2 separate regions of the Macaca mulatta genome follow, and region 1 is linked to region 2. The links are chromatin contacts, called in public Hi-C maps. All regions are on one chromosome and are shown on one strand. Each heading gives the region's core, a stretch centred on a gene start, on an enhancer-like site or on the middle of the called end of the contact. The rest is flanking DNA. Distances are from core to core; before and after follow the strand shown.

Region 1 (5,839 bases), core at 1,286-3,785, 95 kb before region 2:
TTGAATATCTCATCCTTCATGAATGATACTGCCAAAAAGTACTCTATTTGTTTAGAGTGAGGTAAGATCACAACAGTGCACTGTCTGCTCTATACTCTAGATTTTATAGTGGTTACTCAACGTAAAAAAGATCTAAAATTTGGAGTGGAGATTGTGAATCCTTGGTTCTCCATGACTTCCATCCACTTGTGATATAGAAGGAGCTGGATTAAGTTCTCTCTCAACACAATCTACCTTCTACATAAAATTCCATAACTCTTTTAAATTAAGGTAAGGTATCCATAGGTCATATGTAAATTGACTAGGAGAAGCACACGTTAGATCATCAACACCTAGTAACCCAGATCTAACAGACTAGTAGTAAGGCAATAATCCTTACTCTGAAGAAGTTGGATGCTGGGTAGAAAATGGGGAGATGGCAGTGTAACATAGTAAGGGCACAGAGAAAAGAGAAAGATTCCAACAATTACATTTGCTTACCCGTTCTATCTAGTTGTGTTATCACATCTTTCTAATAATTTTTAGCTAAATTTAACAAGTCTGATATAAAAAACAGATTCTAGGGCTTGGTTATATCTGAAAATAATGCACAACAAAGGAATGGGACGTTAAAATTATCTCAAATTTTAAATTACCTTTCTCCTTTCTGGCGTTTTAGGTTTCCTTTATATTCAACCCAGGTGCTCCTGTCTGCAAGATCACCAGATACAAAATCTTGAAGGTCTGGTCCATTCTGTAAGAGTTCCTTTTTTTCATCTGGCAAGGAACTTAATGGTCTGACTGGGCTGCATAAATATCTCCCAAATACCTAAAGAAAGAGTTCATTATGACATTTATTTAGTGGAGTCCAGAATAATTTAGTTTTAACCCATCATAACACCTAAAAGTAAGCCTTTTGGTAAAGCTAAAAAAGTGTTTCAGAAATTATGTCAAACTAGGAGCTCTAGTATTCTAGAGCATTAGAATGTAATATAAAAGATGACTGAAGGAACCAAACCTAAAAGAGAATAAGAGTTGACTGTTTACTACTGAGTTTAGAATTGATTTGGAAATCTCTGGAACTATCTAACATACATCACACTTTCACATACTCCACCTACCAGGAACTACATGTTTGTCTTTCAACAAGATTGAACTGCAATAACTGAAGAAGGTGCCACAGTTTAAAATTGTTCTGGTCCTGACTTGAATCAGGGGCGTTTAAAGTGAAGTGTGCAGCCGGGCGCGGTGGCTCAAGCCTGTAATCCCAGCACTTTGGGAGGCCGAGACGGGCGGATCACGAGGTCAGGAGATCGAGACCATCCTGGCTAACACGGTGAAACCCCATCTCTACTAAAAAATACAAAAAACTAGCTGGGCGAGGTGGCGGGCGCCTGTAGTCCCAGTTACTCGGGAGGCTGAGGCAGGAGAATGGCGTGAACCCAGGAGAGGGAGCTTGCAGTGAGCTGAGATCCGGCCACTGCACTCCAGCCTGGGCGACAGAGGGAGACCCTATCTCAAAAAAAAAAAAAAAAAGTGAAGTGTGCAATAAATCTCTCGAGTTTTGAATAAGCATAATTGTTGAAAAGTAGGTTAATAATGCCCAGTTGGTTTCAGATAACTGGAAGGGGGAAAACTAAGCCTAACGTTTTTACCTTTTTTTTTTTTTTGAGAGGGAGTCTCGCTCTGTCGCCCAGGCTGGAGTGCAGTGGCGCGATCTCGGCTCACTGCAACCTCCGCCTCCCGGGTTCAAGATTCTCCTGCCTCAGCCTCCCGAGTAGCTGGGATTACAGGCGCGCGCCACCACGCTCAGCTAATTTTTGTATTTTCAGTAGAGATGGGGTTTCACCGCATTGGCCAGGATGAACGATTTTACTTTCTAGGTTACATTTTTTCTGTGTTTGAACATGGCAGTCAAGAACATAAGAAATCATGGTATTCGGCTTTTACATCTGAACACAAACATGCATGAGACAGCCAGAACACTACAAAATCCTTGAGTCTGCACATGTAACGCAAAAGAACCTTCGACAACTCAAGAGTGCCTGTTAGGGTGTTGCACGATTGCTACTGCACTTCTCAATGTCTGCAGCTAAAGCCTAGAGGACAGGTTTGTGTTCTCTGCGGCTAGAGTGGTGTCTTACACACAGTAAGAGTCAAACACAGAATAGGTATGTAGGGTGCTCACTGCAGTGCTCCATAAATATAGGGTACAAACCACTCTAAACAGAAAATAACTCCTTAGTGCCGGCCCAGAGAGACTTTCAAACAAACTGATGCCAGAGACTCTATATCAATATTTTGCGGTTGGTGGAAGAATTACATGAGATTACACGAAAAATGTTTAAAACTGCCGTTGGCTAGAAGTAAATGCACTGACCTTTATTATTGGGCGTGGGCGCTCTGAAGGGATAGGATTCCCCCACCCCACGCCCAAACCCGCTCGCCCCGCCGCTCACCCGGGGCCCCAGGGTGCGGGCTGCATCCCCGCAGCGTAGAGACATTTCCTCTTTAGAACTAGCGCAGTGCAGGGATTGAGAGCTCGCTAACTCCCGGGAAAGGACAGGTCGGTAACAGGTCGCTCCGTTTACGACAAACAGCCGAGCTACTCCATGATTGGCTGCTTTAGCCTTACGTGACGTCGCGCACTTATGACGCAATACACAGCCCCCCCCCCTTACGGGATACAAGTACGTAATGACGAAAGACGTTCTTTCTTTGCTGCGTCTACTGCAAGGTGAGGTTGTTACTGTGCTCGCGGGGCATTAGGAATCTGAAGCCATCTGTTCTGGGAAAGGCTGTGGCGCGGCTCCCACTCTCGGAACCTTGTCCTGTTTGTCCCCCAGCTCGGCAAGCGCCATATGAGCCTGGCGGCGCCGGATGCGAATCCTGTTTTGGGCTTTTTGGCCTATTCCCGCCCCTCAGCCTTGCCGGGATGGCGCCGCCCGGATAGAACTTCCAGGGTTGGGCTGAGCGGGAGTTCGCCTGCTGGGCCTCGTAACTCTCGCTTTGGGGCTGCTCCTTCCGGGCTGGGACGCACTGGGGCCCGCTGTCGGTGTCCCGTCCTCCAATATCGTCTCCGGAACTTCCGCCTGGCAGTCTCCGGTAGGAGTGGAGCTCTGTGCCGCGTAGTTTGGTGGAAAAACGGGCCTTGGGTCGGCCTCACCCCCAGTGTTTGTGTTTCAGAATGAAGACCATTCTCAGCAATCAGACTGTCGACATTCCAGAAAATGGTATGAGACTTGATATCTTTTTCATACATCTTTACTACACGTTCCAAGCGTTGTGTGGCCTGACGAGTGTGTTCTCTCTTCTAGTCGACATTACCCTGAAGGGACGCACAGTTATCGTGAAGGGCCCCAGAGGAACTCTGCGGAGGGACTTCAATCACATCAATGTAGAACTCAGTCTTCTTGGAAAGAAAAAAAAAAGGGTGAGGGTTTTTCTTCTGATAATTCACTTGCTCGTTGGACGGTGGTTTATAACAGCATCACATTGGTTACTTTAACAATTTTCGAATTGAGGTTCAGTGTTTTAGCTTTAAATGTTGCTGTCCAGAATACCAGCCAGTTTTCCGTTAGTGAAATTGAAAAACCAGATTCTTAACACAGCGAATTATATAAAGCTCAAATGTAGTGGTCGTCAGTGACACGTCTTAGTAGTGTTAGAAGTTCGGTTTATTTTCCTAGTGGTTGCTTTGTAAAAATCCTAGGAACCGGCAGTAGGTCTGTAACACCTGATGATTTAATTTTCCAGAAGGGAAGTTTGTTGCAACTTGTACAAAGCTTAACTTTTGGGAGGTTTTATAGGTGGTTGGATTTTTCCAGTTGAAAACCATGTGCTTTGATTAGGGTTAATTCTAGAATCTTAAAGTAATTGGGTAAGTGGTCTGTTATCTTTTAAGCCTGCATATTTCTGGAAAGAATACGTTTTTCTATTACAGCTTCGGGTTGACAAATGGTGGGGTAACAGAAAGGAACTGGCTACCGTTCGGACTATTTGTAGTCATGTACAGAACATGATCAAGGGTGTTACACTGGTAAGCAGATGAATCAGACTTCTTTGTTTTGGAAAGGGAGGTTTCTCAAACCTTTGCTTTATACAGCATAAATGTCTCTTTCAGAGAATGGGTTACGCATTTTATTTGGTGTAATACGAACTTGGCAAAAATAGGCATCTCTGGGTCTTCAAGCGATAGAGCTGAGAGCAAAGACCAGATGGGTACAACATGTTTGTTTTTTCTGTTTGGCGGTGGGGGGGGGGGGGGTTGTTTTTTTTTTGAATCAAGACTGGAGTCTCCCTGTTTTGTCCAGGCTGAGCTTAAGGGATCCTCCCACATTGGCCTACCATAGTACTGGGATTGCCGCATGAGCCACCATGCATGGCTAGATGGGTGCAGTTTTTAAAAAGTAGGCTAATGGTGAATTTTCACATCTTCCGAATTTTCTTTTTTTAAAATAGGAAATCTACAGTTGCAGTACTAAGTGGCAATCAAATCTCACCATCAGGACCCCTCGTTGGGATAGAAAATGATGTAGTTTCTGAGTTTTCTGTCTGTTGGTCCCTATTCCTTCCAACCCACCTTCTCTCCCCTCAGGATAAAAAGTTCATGCTGAAATGGTTTTCAATTCTTGGCCATGTGCTGTACCTTAGTACTACTCAGTAAATGTTAGTCTAATGTCAGACATGAGGGCTTTGGGGTTCTCATTAAAAGAGGGCAGCATTGTTCATTGAGGGCATGAGAGATAGTGAAATAAATGCCTCTGTAAGGAGCTTTACAGTCCACTGAATAGACAGAACAATGTTTATAAAGTTTGGTTCAGGTGCTATTAAAAATATTCTTCAGCATTGGTAATAGCTTGCTTATTTAATATAGGGCTTCCGTTACAAGATGAGGTCTGTGTATGCTCACTTCCCCATCAACGTTGTTATCCAGGAGAATGGGTCTCTTGTTGAAATCCGAAATTTCTTGGGTGAAAAATACATCCGCAGGGTTCGGATGAGACCAGGTATGTGCATACCCTCAGATAGAATTAAGAAATTTTTCCTTCATATTTTTTTTTTCTCCTTTTCCACTCCCAACCTCTTTCATACTTTAGTTGGCTGGTGTTTTGTGTTTGTGCTGAATAAAACCAGATTTGTTTTAGAATTCTCTTGATTACACTTGTAACTGTTGGTGCTACTTAAGGGTTTATATCATATTGATTACAATTTCAGAAAGTTGATACATTGGAGTAGTTTGTAGTGGTGGTTGTATTTAACTTGGCAAATGAAATATTTTAAAGACTTGTAATTTACAAAAGGTGTATTTATGGAGCACAATGTGATGTTTCAATACATGTATATTCTGTGGAATGACAAAATCAAGCTAATTAACACATCCATCACTCCATTTTTCTTTGTGGTAAGAACCTTTAAAATCTAAAGAGAAAACTACATGAGTAATGGTTAATAGCCTAGCTTAAATTTCAGCTCTCACTGTCCACCTTGGGCGTATCATCTCTCCGTAGCTTAAAATTGCAAACATCTTTGATTAAATGACTTAAAGTTGAAAAATAACAGTGCATGCGTAATACATAGTAAATACGGTAGGTTTAAAAAAAATTTTAAAGATTGGTGCTTTTTATCTGAGGCAGCGTCTTGTTCTGTTGCCCAGGCTGGAGTACAGTGGTGTGATCTCAGCTCATTGCAGCCTCCACTTTCGTGCTCAGGTGTTTCTCCCACCTCAGCCACCCCACTAACTGGCACTACAGGTGTCTGCCACCACACCCAGCTAATTTTTTATTTTTTGTAGAGACTGTTTTGCCACATTGCCCAGGCTGATTTCATGATTTCAAGGAATGCTATTGTGCCTGACCCC
Region 2 (5,938 bases), core at 2,847-5,346:
ATACCCGAGAGCAGACAATTTACAAAAAAAAAGACATTTATTGGACTTACAGTTCCACATGGCTGGGGAGGCCTCACAATCATAGCAGAAGGCAAGGAGGAGCAAGTCACATCTTACATGGATGGTAGCAGGCAAAGAGAGAGCTTGTGCAGAGAAACTCCTGTTTTTAAAACCATCAGCTCTCATGAGACACATTCACTATCATGAGAACAGCATAGGAAAGACTTGCCCTCACGATTCAATCATCTGCCATCCTACTGGGTCCCTCCCACAACACATGGGAATTATGGGAGCTAGAAGATGAGTTTTGGGTGGGGACGCAGAGCTAAACCGTATCAGTATATAAGACTGGGCCAGGTGCAGCGGCTCATACCTATAATCCCACCACTTTGGGAGAGCAAGGTGGTTGGATCATTTGAGGTCAGGAGTTAGAGACCAGCTTGACCAACATGATGAAACCCTGTCTTTACTAAAAATACAAAAATTAGCCAGGCATTGTGTCGGGTGCCTGTAATCCCAGCTACTTGGAAGGCTGAAGCAGGAGAATTGCTTGGACCTGGGAGGCGGAGGTTGCAGTGAGCCAAGATTGCACCACTGCATCCCAGCCTGGGTGACAGAGCAAGGCTCCATCTCAAAAAAAAAAAAAAAAAGAAAAGAAAAAAAAAGGTATATAAGACTGATCTGTAGCGTTGTATGATGTATGATCTGTATTTCATTGATTTTTATTTTTGTATGAATATATTTCAATTTATCAATTTTCTTTATAGTTAACATTCAGATTGTTCACAGTGGTTTTTGTTTTGTTCTGTTTTTGAGACAGGGTTTTGCTTTGTCATCCAGGCTGGTCTTGAACTCCTGGCCTCGAACTCCTGGCCTCAAGCAATACTCCTTCCTTGGCCTCCCAAAGTGTTGGGATTACAGGCATGAGCCACTGTGCCTGGCCATCTGTGGTTTTTTGATTATTCTCTGCTTTGTGGTATAAAGATATTGCTGAAAATGTCGAAAAGCCCTGCAGATACCCCTTTGGCTAATAGTGATAAGAAAAAGAGGAAGCATTTATGTTTATCTGTGGCAAAGAAAGTCAAGCTATTAGAGAAGTTGGACAGCAGTATAAGTGTCAAAATCTTACAAAAGAGTATGGGATTGGAATAACCACCATATATGACCTGAAGAAACAGAAGGAAAAACTGTTGAAGGTTTATGCTGAAAGTGATGAACAGAAGTTAATGAAAGTGAAAAAACAAAAACAAAAAAACCCTCCCAGCACTTTGGGGGGCTGAGATGGGTAGATCATAAGATCAGGAGTTCAAGACCAGCCTGGCCAAGATGGTAAAACCCCGTCTCTATTAAAAATACAAAAATTAGCCAGCTGTGGTGGTGCATGCCTGTAATCCCATCTACTTGGGAGGCTGAGGCAGAAGAATTGCTTGAACCTGGGAGTGGGAGGTTGCAGTGAGCTGAGACCGTGCCACTGCACTCCAGTGTGGGCGACAGAGCAAGACTCTGTCTCAAAAACAACAAAACCCCAAAACTACATAAAACTAAAAAAAAAAAAATCTCAATCATGTATTGAAAGCATAAATTCATAAGCACCATAGTGAACACATGCCATGTAATGGTATGCTGATCATGAAACAAAGATCTATTACAATGAACTAAAAATGGAAGGGAACTGTGAATATTCAACAGGCTGATTGCATACATTTAAGAAAAGACAGGCTGTTACATTTTTTAAAAATCTGCAGCAATAAAGCATCTGCTGATCACAAAGCAGTGGAGAAATCTGTTGATGAATTTGCTAATATTATCACTCATGAAAATCCAACACCAGACCAAGTCTATAATATTGCTGAAACATCACTGTTTTGGTGTTATTGCCCCAGATAGATACTAACTACAGCTGATGAGCTAGCCCATAAAGGAATTAAGGATGGGAAGGATGGAATAACAGTGCTGACATGTGCTAGTGCAGCAGGCATCCATAAATGTAAACTTGGCTGTGATAGGCAAAAGCTTATACCCGTACTGTTTTCAAGGAGTGAATTTGTTTCCATTCCATTATTGTGCTAACAAAAAGGCATGAATCAGCAGGAATATCTTTTCTTTTCTGATTGGTTTCACTTTTTTTTTTTTTTCCTGAGACAAGGCATCTCAAAGTGCTAGGATTATAGGCATGTGCCACCATGCTCAGAGTCCTATTCTGGAGTTTTCAAAAATATTTCCATTCTGGATACCTATTACTTTACAAGAAACCATTCCAATACCTATTACCTTAACAGAGCAATCATTTAATTATGTTCACACTACTGTGGGTCAGGAAATTTGGACAGGCCTCGACTACGTGATTTTTCTGCTCTCCCAGGTGTTGACTGGAGTCAACAAAGCTAGTGAAATTCCATCGGTTGCTGGGATGTTGGGTCTGAGATGGCTTCATTTACATGCATGGTGCCTGGTGGAGATGGCTATAAGGCTGGTCTCAGATGACCACCTCCCTGGCTTTACATGGTGCTCCAAGAGAGCATGACAGGAGCTGCCAGTCTTCTTAAAGCTTAGGTCTGGAATTGGCATAGTATCACTTCCATTGTGTTCTTTGGTCAAATCAGTCACAGGCCAGTCCAGGTTCAAGGCAGGAGTTTCAAAGCACATGCAGTCATTTTAAATCTGGTATATTTCTGAGATAGAGTATTTTCAAGTAAATAAATATTCCTAAGGAAAACACTCTCACAAAGAAGTTACAGGCTCCTGACTTAAGTCTCATTTAAACTCAAGGAAGGCTTCAAATGCCAAAAAAAAAAAAAAAAAAAAAAAGCAAAAGTTAAGAGGAATGTAATATAAAAGATACGTACAACTTTTTACGTGTCTTATTTACTCATTTATTGATTTATAACACAATGAACATTATAAATTGGCGTAGGTCCTCTAAAATTATGGGCAAAAATTTGTGTGATGTGTCTGCTAAGACAAAACCGAGGCACAGTAACTTGCCCTTGGTCAGATAAATAGCACGTGGTGGGGCTGGAGAACCCAGCATCCTGGCTTCGGAGGGACCAGTGCAGTGAGGCCCTGTTAATAAGTAACAGTCTGTTTGTAAATTGGGAATAAGAGTACTCAGTGTCATCATGGGGATAAAATGAGCTAGGCTAGTCCAGAGCTGCACATATAACAATAAATGTATAATAAATACAGGCTGTTGATGTTCAGGCTCTGATATCTTTCGTCCTAAAGATGTTGGTATCATAAAGTGCAAGACCCAACAGGGGGTGGATGGGTGAGAATTTCAAAAGTGTAGCTAGAGCCAAAGCTGGAGATACTGCTTTCTCCATTGAACTCTTTATGGTCTCGTTTTTCTCTTGAAATCGTATGCAAATGTTTCATTCTATTCCACGATTCAATTGCTTATCTATTCATATAAAACTGGTATACTCCAAAGCTTTCGGTATCTTTTTTTTTTTTTTTGAGACAGACTTTCCCTCTGTGCCCAGGCTGGAGGGCAGTAGCTCTATCTCGGCTCACTGCAATCTCTGCTCCTGGGTTCAAGCAATTCTCCTGTCTTAGTCTCCGAGCAGCTGGGACTACAGGCACACGTCACCACCCCTGGCTAATTTTTGTATTTTTAGTAGAGACGGGGTTTCACCATATTGGTCAGGCTGGTCTCGAACTCCTGACCTCAGGTGACCCACCCGCTTCGGCCTCCCAAAGTGCTGGGATTACAGGGGTGAGCCACCGCGTCCGGCCGCTTGATGAAACCTATTACAGAATAGATATTTATACATAATATGTAAAATGCGCAGCTAAAACGTTTATCTTACTGCAGTTAGTAGTAAAAACTTTTGAAAGTTACTGTAGGGAAGTGCACTATCCAGACGTGTAATCGGGAGGTACTTGGGTATCCCGCCTTCCAAGGAAACCAATATAGGATCCACCTACTTTAGTGCCCGTGCCAAAAACCGAGCTCACACCACAGCACCGCGGTTCCTCGCGATGGCAGCGGCCCGCCTGCCCTCCGGGCGGCACCTGGGCAGGCGTCGCACCTCCCGCCTCTGGGTGGGACGGAAGGAAAGCTCGCGCCTCCTGACGTCATCACCGCGCGCCGCTATCTTCGCCTTCTTCCACTTCGCGGGAGAAGTTGTTGGCGCGAATGGATCCTGAGCCCCGATAACGGATTCCTCAACCGGCCGGCCCGCCAGCCAGCCAGCGCCTTCATCCTGGGGCTGCGATGGTGAGCCGCTGGGGGAGGCCGTGGGGCTCGGGGTCTGGGGAGGCTTTGCAGGCCTGGTGTGGACGGGGCACTCCTGGTATGCAGGGTGGGGGAGGATGGCGGTGGGTGGTTCCGGAGGCGAGCAAAGGCAGAGAAGGGGCCGCACACTGGGTACTGGACGCAAAACTTTCCTTGCACCGCGGGCTGAAGCTCTGGGCGGCAGCCAGCGCGCAGGGATTTTGTTGCTACGTGTACTTGCACTTTGCCCCCCCACTCCTGGGGGAAGGGAGAAAGGAAGAGAGGAAGAAGGATGGATGGTGGTTTTGGGACGCGTTGGTAAAGTTATTTTCTTGTTCGGCCTTTCTCGAACCACAGTTTGAGTACTGCCTAGGGCGTGGATTTCAAGCTTTGGGTCACGAGGGAGAAGAATGTAACAAACTTTTCTTAGGGAATATGTTGTGTAGGGCCTTAAACTTTTATCATTAACAGCTCAGCTTGTTTCATCTCCACTTGTCATTAACGATCACCTGAGCGGTGCTGAGACCGAGGGCATGGAGAGGATATTTTATTTTGTTTAGATGAGTTCATAGGAGTCAAAAGGATAACACGGCTTACTAGGAAAAAGAAGTGCAGCGAATAGAAACAGATGCAAGACATTTGACAGCTGTTGTCCTCTTATCACCTGGTGTTAAAAATAATCTTAAAAAAACCCAAACCTCACTGCATAATTCTGGATAAAACATTCAGACAAATTGAAAGTGAAATAATTATGCAGCCAGCAAAGCAGACATTCCTGATGGTGTGGCAATGGATATGGCTCTGTGTTTGAAATATTTTTAAAGGACAATTTAAAATGTTCCATTAAACTAGAAGATACTTAACAATCCGATATAATTTTTTTCAATCATTGGTCAACTTGTCACAGAGACAACATTCTAGGGGGTGGAAATTTTATGCCACATTGGGAAACGTTGCAGTCCTTTGTGTTTCTTCTCAAAAAAGGGCAACAGTAATGATAGTAGCTACCTTGTACCAACCATCTTCTTTAGGTCAATATGTGAACTGTTGGTTTTTCATTTTTTTTTTTTTTTCATTTCAACCCACATCGATGCAGTTTTACAGACAGTACAAGCATCTTTCTGGAATTTAAACAGTGTGTCATACAACTAGCAGGTGGTTGAACTAGAATTAGAATCTTGGTGTTTCTGACCACTATGCTATACTACCTCGCTATAATGATCATCATTACAGTTTGGAGGTCAAGGTACTGTGGTATTTTGGAAACTTGATGAGATTTGGAGTCTTGAAGATGAAGAACGTGGTTATGTTTTAGTTTAATGGTTTATAGATTAATTTATAGTTATATTACTATGTTAGTATGGTCTAGTTTAATAGTTATGTGGTCTTGGGCAAGTAAATAGCTTACGTCTAATCTCTTTAAGCTTCTATTTCCTTATCTGTAAGAGGGGAAAATAATAGCTGCTATAGAGATTGTTTTGGGAATTAAGCAAGATATATAGGTAAAGCTTCCATTCTGGTGCCTGGCATGTTAGGCAACTACCAATGATCTATTTTCTCAGAAAGGACTCTATGGAAAGTTACATAGATGTTAAGAGGCATGGTAGATTCCTGTGTCATTTATGGTGAACATAGCTTGTGTGGTCAGTTTTTGATCATTCAGGTCCTTTTACTTTTGGTTCTTTTCTTCCTTTAATACTCCCGTTCATGGTGCAGATAAAA

Evidence for each region. Hi-C and Micro-C count contacts between places; a contact is called where the count stands out from the background.
Region 1: a contact with region 2 is called in a Hi-C map of cortical neurons, with 3 times the contacts expected there. The contact joins the promoter of LIAS here to the promoter of RFC1 in region 2. A contact is called at or near these places in 3 of 14 Hi-C or Micro-C datasets (cortical neurons, fetal cortical plate and liver).

The regions. Positions count from the first base shown.
Region 1 is chr5:38,664,874-38,670,712 of T2T-MMU8v2.0, reverse strand. LIAS (lipoic acid synthetase) reads right to left here and starts at 2,535. Exons shown (of 11, transcript NM_001261102.1): 1 at 2,439-2,535; 2 at 636-808. The coding sequence starts at 2,483. It overlaps RPL9 (ribosomal protein L9), which reads left to right and starts at 2,692. Exons shown (of 8, transcript NM_001193558.1): 1 at 2,692-2,716; 2 at 3,166-3,212; 3 at 3,297-3,412; 4 at 3,923-4,018; 5 at 4,856-4,988. The coding sequence starts at 3,167.
Region 2 is chr5:38,571,024-38,576,961 of T2T-MMU8v2.0, reverse strand. It overlaps RFC1 (replication factor C subunit 1), which reads left to right and starts at 4,096. Exons shown (of 25, transcript XM_078003234.1): 1 at 4,096-4,219. The coding sequence starts at 4,217.